Linked DNA regions of Mus musculus: region 1 is linked to region 2. The links are chromatin contacts, called in public HiChIP or PLAC-seq maps. All regions are on one chromosome and are shown on one strand. The core of a region is the stretch at or near the end of the contact, and the rest is flanking DNA. Distances in the headings are between cores, read along the strand shown. Region 1 has its middle 180 kb from the start of Gm38767. Region 2 holds the start of 2610001J05Rik (RIKEN cDNA 2610001J05 gene).

The links. HiChIP or PLAC-seq counts read pairs in DNA pulled down with a chosen protein or histone mark.
Region 1: a CTCF HiChIP or PLAC-seq map of the NIH/3T3 cell line shows a contact between it and region 2, with 11 read pairs. The contact joins the enhancer-like site here to the promoter of 2610001J05Rik in region 2. A contact is called at or near these places in 8 of 39 promoter capture datasets (the 3T3-L1 cell line, the C10 cell line, cancer-associated fibroblasts and 3 more), 1 of 15 datasets of contacts at CTCF or cohesin (the NIH/3T3 cell line), 7 of 484 Hi-C or Micro-C datasets (the AML12 cell line, adipose-derived mesenchymal stem cells, cerebral cortex and 2 more), 7 of 115 datasets of contacts at active chromatin or transcription factors (the NIH/3T3 cell line, astrocytes, bone marrow-derived dendritic cells and 3 more) and 1 of 9 other capture datasets (pancreatic islet).

The regions. Positions count from the first base shown.
Region 1 is chr6:14,194,171-14,197,011 of GRCm38.p6, reverse strand. No RefSeq gene overlaps it. Among named protein-coding and RNA genes, the nearest start is that of Gm38767, 180 kb to the right of the region's middle. Within about 2 kb of position 1,476, at least 15 of the 459 cell types and tissues checked have an H3K27ac peak or open chromatin away from gene starts, as enhancers often do. A contact at or near this core is called in the NIH/3T3 cell line, adipose-derived mesenchymal stem cells, cancer-associated fibroblasts and 1 more, where this site is marked.
Region 2 is chr6:13,870,058-13,872,882 of GRCm38.p6, reverse strand. 2610001J05Rik (RIKEN cDNA 2610001J05 gene) reads left to right here and starts at 1,365. Exons shown (of 3, transcript NM_001352887.1): 1 at 1,365-1,444; 2 at 1,737-1,827; 3 at 2,143-2,825. The coding sequence starts at 2,172. The coding sequence ends at 2,351. 1110019D14Rik (RIKEN cDNA 1110019D14 gene) reads right to left here and starts at 1,314. Exons shown (of 3, transcript NR_045995.1): 1 at 1,256-1,314.

The sequences.
Region 1 (2,841 bases), core at 227-2,726, 320 kb before region 2:
AATAAAATGAATTTGTTTTTTTGTTTTTAAAGAACTTCTCCTAGTGGTAGAGTTTACTTATTTAATACCAAAAGATTGCCTGGGAACTCTCTAAGTGGATTACTACATTCACAGTAATACAGAGCTATGGGTCAGTGCAGCCCTCTACAGCAAGTCAAAAATACCCATCAGCAGTAGCTAGAGTACAGAAGTTCTAGGTCACCCACAACATTAATTCTAATTTGAGACAATAAGAAAACATTATGTGCAATAAATCATACACTTCCCAATAAGAGTTAATGATTAAAACAGAAACTGACCACAATTATCTTGGACCTCTTTAAGAGAATATGAGATTGACAGATTTCCTTGTGATGGATAACTCAGTCACTCTACATCGCCTTTTATGACCATTTCATGCCCTTTTGCCCAAATTGAATTATTTTCATTTTTAATTTCTTTACTGGTCTCATGAAATTTGTGTGGCTCAGGGGAAGCAGGAGAAGAAAACTCTGTAGTCAATAAGCTGTGGAGTGGAGTCATCTTTGGAGACTCTAACATTGTACAATATGTGTGGTTCTAGTATCCTCAGAACCATTACCAATGGGCCTGGAAAAATGACTTACTATTCCATCAGCATGCCCCAAGGCATACAAATTATGCAAGCCACCTCCATAATAGTCGACCACAGTAGTGCTATTTGTGGCTTACCACAATGTTCAATAAACTTTCTATCTCCCACTCTGCCTCTGCTCAAATGCTTTACTGTACATTTTAAACTATATAAATGATGATGGCTATCTAAATATGAGTATGAGTTTATAGAAAAGTATAACTTAGAAGTAAACACAGCCCTTGCAGCGTAACTACGAGGGCTTCAGCCCCATCCACTCCATCCTTGTAAAAATAATGGGTATGATGGCATGCAGTTATAATCTCAATGTTATTGGATTTTGGTCAGGAGTTTGCTAGCCAGTCTTCCTAACCAGTGAGACAGATCCCATTGAGGGAACTTCTCTCAAAAAAACAAGGTGGATGGATCCTCTGGAAATGCACAAGAGGTTGACCTCCTTACACACACACAAACACACACACACACACACACACACACACACACACACACACACACACGTCTGTGTACATACTTGTCTTAGTCAGTATTCTATTCTTGTAAAGAGCTATCATAATCAACTCCTGTAAATGAAACAATGGGGTTTTCTTACAGTTTCAAAGATTTAATTCATTATTATCATACTGGGAAACATGGCAGTGTACTGCAGGCAGTCATGATAGCTGAGACCTCTAGATCCAGATTCAAAGGCAGAAGAAAAAAAGAGAAAGAGAGCAACTAAGGCTGGCCTGTGACTTGGAAACCTCAAATGCCATCCATAATGACTTACATCCTCCAACAAGGATGTATCGCCTAATAATGCCAATCTCTGATGACCAAGCATTCCAATCCATGAGCGAATGGGGGCCGTTCTTACTCAAATCCCCACGTTCCATTCCCTATACCCACTGTCTTGTAGTTCTACTACATTCCATTCTCTATACTCACTGTCTTGGAGTCCTAATGCAAAACAGCTTTTAGTACAACGGTAAAAATTCCCAAACTCAATAATAGCAACATTGTTTAAAAGTTCAGCCTCTTCTGAGTCTCATGCCAATCTCTTACCTGTAATCCCTGTAAAAGAAAAAAGGCAGATCAGATACTTCCAACATACAATGGCACAGAATGTACATTACCATTCCTAAATGGAGGTGAGTGAAAAAAAAAAAACTGGATCAAAACAAGACTTAAACCATCAAGACAAACTCCAAATTCTGCTTCTCCACTCCTGATGTCAGATCATCATTACATTATTGTACCAGTGTATAATAATATGTATTATTTGTAATAATACCTTTTCACCTTTGTTGACTGCAACACACTTCTCTTTCTTGGGTTGGTTCCACATCCTATTAGCAGTTTTCTTTGGCAGGTGTCTTATGACTTTGGCATCTATTACATCTTTGAATCTCCAAGGAAACCTAGGCTTCAGCTTCACAGCTTCATACAATGACATCTCTATGCTAGGTCACCACTGATCCAGGTCTGACCTCAGTAGCTTTCCTTAGGCGTAGAGGAAGATTCCATAATTCCCCACACACACTTTTTTTTTTTTTTTTTTTTTGGTACCCTCGACCAAAGCCAAAACTTTGTGGTCAATTATGGAACTTCTGCTGCTTGCTGGAACTGTAACATGGTCCTTCTTGTTCAAATACATTTTCACCAGCTAATAGTCTCTGCTTTTTAAATTCAACATCCTCAAAATGAAAATATAGACCTCTCAGTGTTTCTGTCTTTGATGCAACTATGATTGCATTTTATTTATTTATATATCATGCTTGTTGTTATTGTCACTGACAAACATAACACTTCCAAGATTGAGATCTGTGTCTTTGAGTTTTACTTCTTGGCATACTTTGCTATTAGTGTAAGTGTCCAAAATGAAGACTGTGTGAAAAGCTATACAGATACTTACAGTCTTGTAAGCCACGTGAATCTAACCAAAGCAATAGTAGTATACAGGGGATGTAACAGAGGTCTGGGTAGTTTGAATTTAGAGTATAACTATAGAATGAGGTAGGTAGATAGAAGAAATAAGTGTTACTGTATGTATTAACAAAATGAAGAAGCCTTATGGAAATCTATTAGTTTGTAAGCTAATTAAAAATTGTAACACAGTTTTAAAGGGGTTTTAATATAACTATCCTGCAGGAATAGACAATATTCCTCCCAGATGATGTGAACCATAATGAAAGTCACCATGCCATGGACATTCTTATGAGTTACTAATCAGGGGCACCAAACCAATACAG
Region 2 (2,825 bases), core at 116-2,615:
ATTAGTTAATTTCTAACTACAATAATTGAAAAGATGAACATTTTTACCATGCATAGACTCTGCAAACTTAAAGCTTAAGCAAGACACTTTACAGACTCAGGAACAGAAAAGTGTACAAGCACTAACTTTAGTCTGCAGACTTCCACTAGCTGAAACAAATACATAAGGAAAAATAAAACCTCCCAAATGAAAACACTGGAATGTAGGAGGATATTTTGGAAGTCATAAAAGCAAGAGGTCCTATTCCAAAACTAATTGATAGGAAAGATACAAAGCCAAAAGCAACATAAGACAAGTGCAATTAGAGTGAATTTGTTAAAATAATTAACTTTAGAAAAACAACACTGTCAATCTATCAGACACAACTTGCTTTAATGTGTTCACCACCTCTGTGAAGCTCCTGTAAAATCTTGGCACATTTATTTCATCAAATTATTGTTCCTAGCTAATGTCGCTGAAGTTCCTGCCAAACGTCTTTTGGGAAGCAGAAGTATAAATCATTACCGTCAGAGAGATACAACTGTGTTTAAAAGGAGAACCAACAACACAAGAATACAAGCTGATTATAGACACTCAACTGAGTGTGCCCACAGTATTCGCATGATTTTTATCAGGACAAGTCCGGGCACCTCTAACTCAGCACCGTGAGTAACTTACAATGAGAAGATGACAAATTGTCAGTAAGTATGAAAGTGCTCGGGCCAGAAGGAACATTTAGTATGGATATCCCAGGTAACAAGACTTCAAGAACTTTTCAAAGTTAATGCTTACAGATGCATGTGAATAATACTTATAATGGTTTTGAGTACTAAACTTGGCATCTTAAAATATTGGGAGGCTGTGGAGAGTGAACATTCTGAAAAAGACAAGAATTCGAATCGGAAAAGATCTGTGTATAGGGCTGAAACCATATTTTCTAAACCTGATTTGCACCACAAATGATTCAATATTTTCCAAACTTTCTGATTAAATGTGCTTATTTTCCCCGTTAGTTTTAAAAAATTAGCAAATGTCATTAGGCACATTTGGAAAATGATAACGGGGATTTTCTGCTGCAGAAATGTTGGAAGGCCCCAGGTTTGAAACATTCCCAAACAGATGGCTTCCCTCAGCTACCCTCTCCCACGGTTACTTCCTTATTTCAGAGTACTAACAAGACATATTCATGCGGCTAGAATTCCTTTACAGGGCAGAAAACACGTATTGTTGTTTCGTTAGTCCTACGAATTCACTAAACCTTTTCTTGAACACTCACCCTCTCTTTAACAGTAAAACCAGAGGGCAAACTTGTGAAACCCGAACAACAAGCAGCCTGTGGTCTATCCCTCAGTCAGGGATCCCAGAGCGCGCTGTGCATGACGGGAGTAGGCAGCAGGGCTTGTGGGAAATGTAGTCTGGCGACACCGCCCTGCTCTCCATTCCTGTAATGGCTGCTTTCGGTCCGGTAAGGTACAAACTCCGCTCCCGGGGATTCCAGGATTGATTCTCCTAGTGTACTTGCACAACCCAACAAATTTGCACCCTCCCAGGGCGAAGGAATTCCAGATCTTTATGTTAGATCTTGGGATGAATTTGCTTCTCGGCTTGGTTTCATTTAGCAATCTGTGTGTGAGAACTAACTTTAAATCTAGTAGTCTCTTTTTGAAGGAACTGTTAGGGAGTGTTTTCTGTACTCGTTACCAATTTCTGTCCTTGCTGTTCGTTTCTCACTGACTCTAGCTTCCTCTTTAAAATAGGCTGTGTCACGAGTAACCTCTTAGCCTCAGCATCCGGAAGTTCCAAAGAGAATATTTCACGTTGGGTAGAATTACTTATACCCTTGTTTCGGTAAGTCTTATTAATTCCTTACAACTTCACAGAGTCACGTGTTGTGTTGAATTTTCTAGATAAGAGACATGCTAATAAAATGTGACTTTTACCTGTTAGGGTATTTTATTTGGCAAGTATCTTATGCATTTTTCCCTCTCTTTTCTAATGATAACCTAAAATGACTGTCTTTAGTTTTGTCATCTTAAACTGACATCTGAAATGATTCACAAATTCCAGTCTAAAAGATTGTTTTATATTAATATTGTCATTCAAAAAAAAAAAAATAAGGCTTTTTTTTTTAACAGTTTCTTTTGTTCGGTGTTTAACTTCTAGGCAAGTTCAGCCCTCCAGATCCTAGCATCATGAATTCAGTTTCAACGCAATTGATCTTAGTCCTCGCTTCGCTGCTTTTGATCCTGCCTGTTGTTGAAGCAGTGGAAGCTGGAGACGCGATTGCACTCTTATTAGGTGTGGTTCTCAGCATTACCGGCATCTGTGCTTGCTTGGGGATATACGCAAGAAAGCGAAATGGACAGATGTGACTCTGAAGGACTCTTCTGAATTAGACTGCACCCTGACCAGTGTGCTGAAAACCATTGTTCTGTTGAGGCCGACCCCAAGATTTGATCTCTCCCGTTCTCAGCAAGAGGGTTACAGTTAGCTGAGAGTTAACACTCTCAGTTAAGAGATGCTTTCACGTTCATACTTGTTTCTTCTACAATGGGGGCAGATGGGAGTGGAGGGCAGATGGGAGTGGAGGGCGGCTCTTAACAACAAAGAGTGCACTAATAATGTGGCCCATAACTTGTATTTGCTGCTTGGGAAGGGGCCAAAGTGAGAGGGCTTAAGTTTGCAAAAGTATTATTTCATACTTTCAAGTTGTCAGAGCACATGGAATTGGAAGATGGAAGTATTTGTTCAGAATCTAGTAAATCTATATTGTTATAATCACTGCCTCTTGCATTCTGGGGATCTCTCTCTCTCACTCTCACTCTCACTCTCTCAGAGAACCGGTT